2 separate regions of the Oncorhynchus mykiss genome follow, and region 1 is linked to region 2. Evidence: chromatin contacts called from public Hi-C data. All regions are on one chromosome and are shown on one strand. Each heading gives the region's core, a stretch centred on a gene start, on an enhancer-like site or on the middle of the called end of the contact. The rest is flanking DNA. Distances are from core to core; before and after follow the strand shown. Region 1 holds the start of si:ch211-114c12.2 (serine/arginine repetitive matrix protein 1). Region 2 holds the start of LOC110510057 (palmitoyltransferase ZDHHC20).

Evidence for each region. A called contact is a pair of places that touch in the nucleus more often than the background predicts.
Region 1: a contact with region 2 is called in a Hi-C map of liver, with 3 times the contacts expected there. The contact joins the promoter of si:ch211-114c12.2 here to the promoter of LOC110510057 in region 2. A contact is called at or near these places in 2 of 3 Hi-C or Micro-C datasets (blood and liver).

The regions. Positions count from the first base shown.
Region 1 is chrY:32,293,466-32,297,968 of USDA_OmykA_1.1, reverse strand. It overlaps si:ch211-114c12.2 (serine/arginine repetitive matrix protein 1), which reads left to right and starts at 1,543. Exons shown (of 9, transcript XM_021591366.2): 1 at 1,543-1,819; 2 at 2,711-2,772; 3 at 2,950-3,663; 4 at 3,994-4,503. The coding sequence starts at 2,732.
Region 2 is chrY:32,165,562-32,169,575 of USDA_OmykA_1.1, reverse strand. It overlaps LOC110510057 (palmitoyltransferase ZDHHC20), which reads right to left and starts at 2,275. Exons shown (of 13, transcript XM_036967701.1): 1 at 1,588-2,275; 2 at 1,084-1,110. The coding sequence starts at 1,614.

The DNA of each region.
Region 1 (4,503 bases), core at 294-2,793, 130 kb before region 2:
CCATGCTCTTCTCAATTTACATCAACAACATAGCTCAGGCAGTAGGAAGCTCTCTCATCCATTTATATGCAGATGATGCAGTCTTATACTCAGCTGGCCCCTCCCCAGATGTTGTGTTAAACACTATACAACAAAGCTTTCTTAGTGTCCAACCAGCTTTCTCTTCCCTTAACCTTCCCTTAACCTTCAAAACAAGGGCCATGTGGTTTGGTAAGAAGAATGCCCCTCTCCCCACCTGTGTGATTACGACCTCTGAGGGTTTAGAGCAAGTACTTGGGAGTATGGCTAGACTGTCCTTCTCTCAGCACATATCAAAGCTGCAGGCTATGGTTAAATCTACACTTGGTTTCCTCTATCGTAATCGCTCCTCTTTCACGCCAGCTGCCAAACTAACCCTGATTCAGATGACCATCCTACCCATGCTAGATTTTGGAGACGTAATTTATAGATCGGCAGGTAAGGGTGCTCGAGCGGCTAGATGTTCTTTACCATTTGGCCATCAGATCTGTCACCACTGCTCCTTATAGGACACATCACTAGACTCTATACTCCTCTGTAAACATCTCTGTATACCTGTTGCAAGACCCACTGAATGATGCTTATTTATAAAACCCTCTTAGGCCTCACTACTCTGTATCTGAGAAACCTACTGCAGCCATCATCCTCCACATACAACACCCATTCTGCCAGTCACATTCTGTTAAAGGTCCCCAAAGCACAAACATCCTTGGGTCGCTCCTCTTTACAGTTCGCTGCAGCTAGCAACTGGAATGAGCTGCAAAAAACACTCAAACTGGACAGTTTTTTTCCACCTCTTTGTTCAAAGACTCGATCATGGACACTCTTACTCACAGTTGTGGCTGCTTCATGTGATGTATTGTTGTCTCTACCTTCTTGCCCTTTGGGCTGTTGTCTGTGCCCAATAATGTTTATACCATGTTGTGGTGCTGCCATGTTGTGTTGCTACCATGTTGTTGACATATTGTGTTGCTATCATGCTGTGTTGTCATGTGTTGCTGTCATGCTATGTTGTTATCATAGGTCTCTCTGTTGTGGTGTCTCTTTTGTCGTGATGTGTGTTTTGTCCTATCTTTTTTTTTTATTATCCCACCCCCTGCAGGAGGCCTTTTGGTAGGCCATCATAAATAAGAATTTGTTCTGAACTGACTTGCCTAGGTAAATAAAGGTTAACTAAAATAAAATAAAAGTGACTTGAATTGGAAGGTGACAGAAGGTATGGAATGGATTTTTTTTTTATGTGTGTATTTTGTATGATGTCAGCTTTCCCACTTTTTTACTACAATGGATATTTTTTTCTATAGGACCGCCATAACACCATAGAAGAAGAAAGTTTCTGAGTGACCGTTTACACAAAGATGTTAATAACTAAACCAAGATAAACCACAACCCATCGTTTCAAATGGGAACAAGTGAGTAAGAGTGGGCGGAACAAGCAAGGAGGTTGGCAGTGCTAATCACAATTTAGCGAGATTTTATTGGAGTATTTCCGTTAGGGGACGCCTACTCTGAAGTGCGCGTGTGCAATAACTCAATTCGCCTATGCACTCCTATACAACGCAATTAGTTTTTTTCCTTTGGCAAAGGGTACATTTGACAAAAATTAGTCCACTCTGTTTTGGGAACTGAAAACTGTATTGAGATCAGATGTTTTAATCGATGAGATGATTAGCAGGACGTCGGCCAAAATTCATCTCGTTCCATCTTCTGTAGTGAGTGTAAACGCCAAGCGGATTGCTTCACATCTGGTGAAATATGTCTCATTGTTCTAACTGTGCCTCAAGCGTTTGCAGCACTGAGGGTTAGTTATACAAATATTTGACTGGGTATAATAAGATTTGCAGCGGCACACCCTCCACCATATCTTTTTTTGTTGTTGCACATTTGTATGTCATTTAACTTTAGTACAGTATTTTCGTTTCGACGGATCTGACTGTAGAAGAACGAAGGCGTTTAGTGTCGGTTACAAAATTGAAAGGTAAATTACTATTAAAATGTCCCATTACAAACAACTAGTTTTACGTGGTGGTATGCAAATCAACTTTATAGAGACGTCGTTAGCTGGTAGCTAGTTAACGTTAGCCAACACAGGCTTTGGGAGTTTAGCTAGCGGGAACGTACAGTGTAACACTGGCCTCTTAAATTATATTCAATAACAGATGGCTATTTAATCATGTAAACCGCAACGTTTGTTTATTAACGCGAGCCAACTAATGTTAGTTGACTTAGTTAGCTAGGTGGACTTGTTTTGCGAGACGATATCAAAATATAACGTTACTGATATAACATGGCCTACTATAGTCGAAGTTGTTTGGTACACTGCGTTTAGTCATAACATCATCCCACATTTCCCTCCACTCGTAGATCTCAATTTTTATCAGATGACGAACTACTTTTTATAGCAGCTGTTACATAACGTTACAACTTTAACTAGCTAATTAGATACATTCGCACAGTTCTGACAACCCGGGGTAGCTAACGTTAGCTAGCTAACAAGCTACCGGCTAACATGTGCCCTTTTAAAATGGCCGCAAGGGTCGTAAAGGTTCAGCTAGGTACTTATTTATTCGAGTGTGTCACGTCAGTAGCTAACCAGCTATAGTTTCGCAAAATCGGCTAGCTAGTTAGGCATATTTTTTTTACCACTAACTGGCACCTCTGTCAATGCAAAAACGTTATTTCTTGTCTGCAGATTATTCAGTGTATCCCAAAGATGGTCAGACCTTACTCCGGACCTCCTCGGTTCAAACCCAGGTATGTGCAGAGTTACAACAAAAGGGGCAGTGTATACTAATTAATAATTGGTGATGTCAATTAATTTGGATTTTAGTCTATTTTACTTGTGTAGACTATATATTGATAATGATATAAATAACATTAATTGTGTGGGTGTTTCAAGTTTCTTCAAGACTTTGTTTTGTTATTCAACAGGCCCTACTCTGATGGCTACAACATGCCATATGAAGAGAATTACAGCCCCCACCCCAGGAGTCAGAGAGGATTCCGGGGCCACTCAGGAAAGGTCCCTCCAAGCTGGAGAGATTCCAGAGGCAGAGGACGTGCTCACTTTGCCAAAAGGCCCCCACTGATGGGAGAACGGAGGCCCCCACTGATGGGAGAACGGAGGGAGCGACCTTTCAATCAGTGGAGGTCCCAAAACCAGGATTCCTTCAACACATACCCCTCCCAAACGGAGCCCCATCATGGCCACAGGAGGCCTTCCCCTTCCGGGCCAAACCGTCCCCCCCCAGCTCAGCATAGGTCCTCCCCTCATACTCCTGGACAAGGGCCCCAGGGCCAGAGGGGTGCACTTATCCATGGAAACCACTCAGGTTACAGATCCCCCTCACCACGCCATTATCATAACCAACCTCCTGACAGGAGGCCACAACCCTCACAGTCCCCCCACAGTTCCTTCAGGGGCCCTCACAAGCGCCCAAGTCCGTCTCACGAAGAGGACAGGAGCTGGGGTGTCCGGCCGCCTTATAGTCCCAGGGAGAGGCAGTTTGAGCGCCCAGGTCGCGGGGGGATGCGCTGGAATGGGCCAGGGCCCATTCCCCGACCACACAATGGTGAACGTGGGCCCTCTGGCTCCCCCCAGAGAAAGCTACGGGATTTTCATGGCAGAGGTCCTTATCCAGAGAGGTACAGGAGTGAAGATACAGTATGGGCTGGGTAATATAAATGGAGGGGGAAAAGTGTAAACTCACGTAGTCCTCTGCGTCAGAGGTCAAAATTATCGTTCAGTATTACAATGCTGATAAACAGTAAAATGCCGTGATCTGATGTTATTACACTACTAGTCACCTGCCACTGGAAAGTATATGCTCTCTGAAGGTTTTACTCTCCTACCTGTATCATGGCATAATGGTGAAGGGGCAGCATAAAGGAAAGCTAAACCTCCGTTTCCCACTTCACACGATAATGGATCTTCCAATGTAATCATTTTTTGTATTGTTTGTGATGGATGTGCAGGTGGTCTGCTGAGCAAGATCCCAGGCAGCAGCATGGAGTGGTGGGAAGGGAGCGGGAGGGCAGCGGACGCCGCAGCACTGAGTGGGCACAGGAAGGCAGCCCTCCCCACAGATCCCCCACATGGAAAGGAGGTTGGTCGTCGTCCTCTTTCCACGAGAACAGCCCTCAGGCAAGGCCAAGTGGACCACCACACAAGAGGAAGTTCCAGGAGCGCGGGATCCCTCCTGCAGGCCCTGATGTGGAGCATGGACACCCAAAGCGCCCTCGCAGAGAGATTCCACATTACTTCAACACCCCTAGGGGATTTGGCGGCCGTCCCTTGTCATTCAGGGGCAAGAGTCGTTTGCTGAAGGGGCGTAAAATGAGAGCGGAGTCGGTGATGAGGCTCAAAGTACCTCCACCTCATCCCCAAGGAGCAGAGATCCATGAAGAGGAAGGGCCTCATACGTCCAGGGGAAATGCGCCATCCAAGTTTGCTCTTCGGAGGGAGCGTTTCCAAGCAAACGCTGG
Region 2 (4,014 bases), core at 1,026-3,525:
GAAAGTAGTCTGTACTTATGACCATTCGTAATTTGAAAACATGCATTTTCCCATATATAGACACACCATATGTTTGAATGAAATCAACTATATGTTGGCTACTGAGCTTGTCTGATGCTTTAAGCATTGTGATTAAAAATTAAGAAACAAATGACTCAAGTGGGAGCCAGAGATCAAGATAGCCTAACCAGAAGCAGAAGACTGTAATAGGCTACACCAGCGGTCAGTAACATTTTCCATTTGGAGTGCCAAGTTATCCTACCATTTCTACTGATCTGGATGCCAGTTACGATTTACATTTGCACATTTTAATTTGTAATAAAGTCTATATATCTCAGAATCAATGTCATGTGGTTAATCAATATTCTATCTAAATGAAAATTATACAAATCTAAAAGTAACTTTATCGCCATTGCCAATATGTAAAAAGCCAACAAACAAAAACATAGCAGCCCGCAGGAAGAAAATATCCTGATAAAAATAAATATCCTATAAATCACATTGGCTACAAATGGCCTGTCTGTAAGGAACTTGAAACATTGTATCAACTATTAATTTGGTCCGAGCTAGCAAACTTGCAACATTGTATAAAATATTCTGGGCCATATCCTGAGCTAGTGAGATGCGGTAAGTAGTAATTGGGTAGGCCTATTTTACGACGTTTCCATAGGAAACAGAAATTTCCATAACCAAACAATGGATTAGTCCACTCAGACAGGCGTCTCGTGTGCCATACATTTAAAAAATACATATACTTGCCACCACCCCACAAAAAAAATATCAGCCTTACAGCCTTTTCGACCAGTAGACTAAATTGGGTCAGCCCTACTCTGTATACCTCTTTAGAGGGGCTGGCAGGCCTACTGCAGATAGTCTTCCAGTAGGACCAGATAAACATGATGAAGAACAGGTGGAAGACAACCAGGTATGATACTGTTGGAGAGAGGGAGCAAGAATAAAAAACAACCAGGTATGATACTGTTGGAGAGAGGGAGCAAGAACAAAAAACAACCAGGTATACAATAGAGTTTGTGTGATCAAAGACAGTTGTGAAAGCACCAAATGTTTCTGAATGTTACTTACTTTTTTCTGCATTATTTGGGATTGTAACTGAAACAGACAAAGTACACACAGAGAGAGAAAATAGGAGTTTAGAGAGGGCATCTGATTGATGCGTCTGCAGAGTTACAGTACTACAGTAGTATGCTCACATCTACAGACCCCCTCCTCTCACCCCCCAGCGGTAGCCTGGCACTACCAGTGGGGGACCCACCCATCACAGAATGCTTTGTTTGCCCTGCTGAAGGGATGCCCCTGATTACAGCCACTCACTGACTGACTGACTGACAGACATGCATGTCATTGTACTATCAGCAGCAGAAACAGGCTAAAACAGGGTTCTATCTATGAGCGTGATTGGCTATCCGCAACAAAGTAGTCTTTCACTGTTTCACCTGTTCTCGTCCCACCACATTTCTGTACTGTTTCCCGAATCCTACACATTCTCCAGCTGGGCAGTCAAGCAACTTTGTTTCAATGAGGAAACAAACACCGTTAATCATCCAAAAACGATAATTGTATACTTACAGATACAGAGTTCCACGACGTATGCATAATAAGACCAGCCAACGACCAGGTTGATGAAAATAACAGGTATCCAAGCTAAACTCCGTTGACAGCACTTTAGTACATGATGCGGAGCCATCTTTAATCCTGCGGAAAATAGTGGTGTGACGTCAAAGCTCCAGTTTTTTGACTGAACCGAAGATGATCTATTATATTGACAAGATAGTCGAGTAGCTGCTCTAACAAATGACTGAAAAATGGAAATACATGTCCTCAAAGATGGAAGGCAAACGGGAGGAGTCAATATCAGGTGGGACCATTCTAGCCAATCAGAAAGGGAAGATACGCGAGTGAACAACACGCACAGCTCCAATATAAATGTAGTAGTTTTTTCCCAAATTGCCGAAACGCCACGTGCGGCCACTTATATAGTGCATTCGTAACAACCTCACAATTACGAAACGTGTATTCGATCAAATAAGCCTCACGTGGAAAATTAGCAGTTACATTTTTTGCTCGACCAAATTCGACACTGTCTCACAGACACAGACCTCCATACAAGAATCCGTCACTTCGTGGACAGATTTTGGGCAGAGTAATGCCGCGTTCAAAACCACTGGGAGTTTGGGACTCGGAAATCTCCGAATTTAGTCTGTTCAAAACAACTGGGAACTTGGAGAAAAAATACGAGCTCCGACTGGGAAAACCCGATTCGAATAGTCATCCAACTCGGAATTTCCATCCTGAAGATCAAGATGATTTGACCTCGTATTATTTTGAGTTCCCAGTTGATATGAACGCGGCATCAACCCTTTCGCTTCACCACTTCCTTTCTCACTGAACAATGAACGCCTCTTCTCCATCAGATTAATTCACCACACATCTGTACAGCTGTGAACTGGTAGGCCATGGAGACTGGACGTGAATTGACGATCTTATTAAATTACCGAATTGTGTGGGGGTGGGTGATTCTAATAAATTACTATTGCAATGTCTGCTTGTGTTCATTGTTTGAAAAGGCTTCTTAAGTTTGTAATTTCCACTTTAAAACGTCAGACTTGATTTCCATAAGGAAACATTTATCAACCCCTACAAAAAATGTTCATTAATTATAATCCACTTAATAATTCACATTTCCTGTTCCTGCAAAATTATTTCCCTGCTGTAGCAAACTGGCTCAAATTAAGATCTTCTGTCTGTAAGCCTAATACAGGGGTCTTCAACCTTGTCTTGCCCAGGGAGCCTGGCATACGGTGACCCAGAGACCCCATCATACTTTATCAATTCATTTTTTAATGTCTTGTCTTATCATCAGCAACAAAAAGTTTGAAACATTTTAAAATGAATAGATTTGGGGTGGCAGGGTAGCCTATTGGTTAGAGTGTTGGACTAGTAACTGGAAGGTTGCAAGTTCAAACCCCTGAGCTGACAAGGTACAAATCTGTCGTTCTGCCCCTGAACAGGCAGTTAACCCACTGTTCCTAGGCCGTCATTGAAAATAAGAATTTGTTCTTAACTGACTTGCCTAGTGAAATAAAGGTAAAATTATTTTGACATTCTAATTGGAAGAGGAGGTGTAAAACTCTAACATAGCCTATTATCTAGAAAGGTAACTCCAAACCCATGTTCGCTAAGAGCAGTTGTTTAGGCCAGTTGTTTAGGCCAATGAAAGCTTACCAGCAGCCGGTGGCACTTCCCGCACTGGTAGCCTATTCTCGGATGCTTTTTCAAGGCCTATGTCAGATATTCCAGTGAGTGTAATTGGCTCCAATGAGTGTAGTTTGCTCAATATTAGTAGTTGATAAATAAAGTTGACATCATTAGAATATATTCTCCTCTTTTCTACTGTAGGTATGTTGCTAGCGATATAAAAAAAAACACAAAAAAAACACTGAAAATAAAATATTATTTATATTATTTTATAGGACCCACTACAGTATCTTCGTGGACCCCCAGTTGAAAACCCCTGGCCTAGACCACATGAGAATGGATAACATGTTTTATATGCTTCACCTCATGTGTCAGTTTATGACCTGGTTGCCAAACTTGCCATATTTGTTTGGAGATAAGAGATAGGCTGTGCCGGGTACCTACTGTTTCTTTTTATTTTAATATGCAAATGTTGTTTATTTCTGAGGTCAATTTGTGTACGATTATAATTTGTCACATGTTAGCCCCAGCTTCACATGGCCAAACCCTACAGCCTTACTCAAGCTGAGATGAGCTATTATATATATTATTTTATTGGCCAAAGTACAGTGCTCCTACCTAGAAACAGGCAATGCAAATAGTCTGGGTAGCCATTTGATTAGCTGTTCAGGAGTCTTATGGTTCGGGGGTAGAAGCTGTTTAGAAGCCTCATGGACCTAGACTTGGCGCTCCAGTACCGCTTGCCGTGCAGTAGCAGAGAGAACAGTCTATGACTAGGGTGGCTGGAGTCTTGGTATA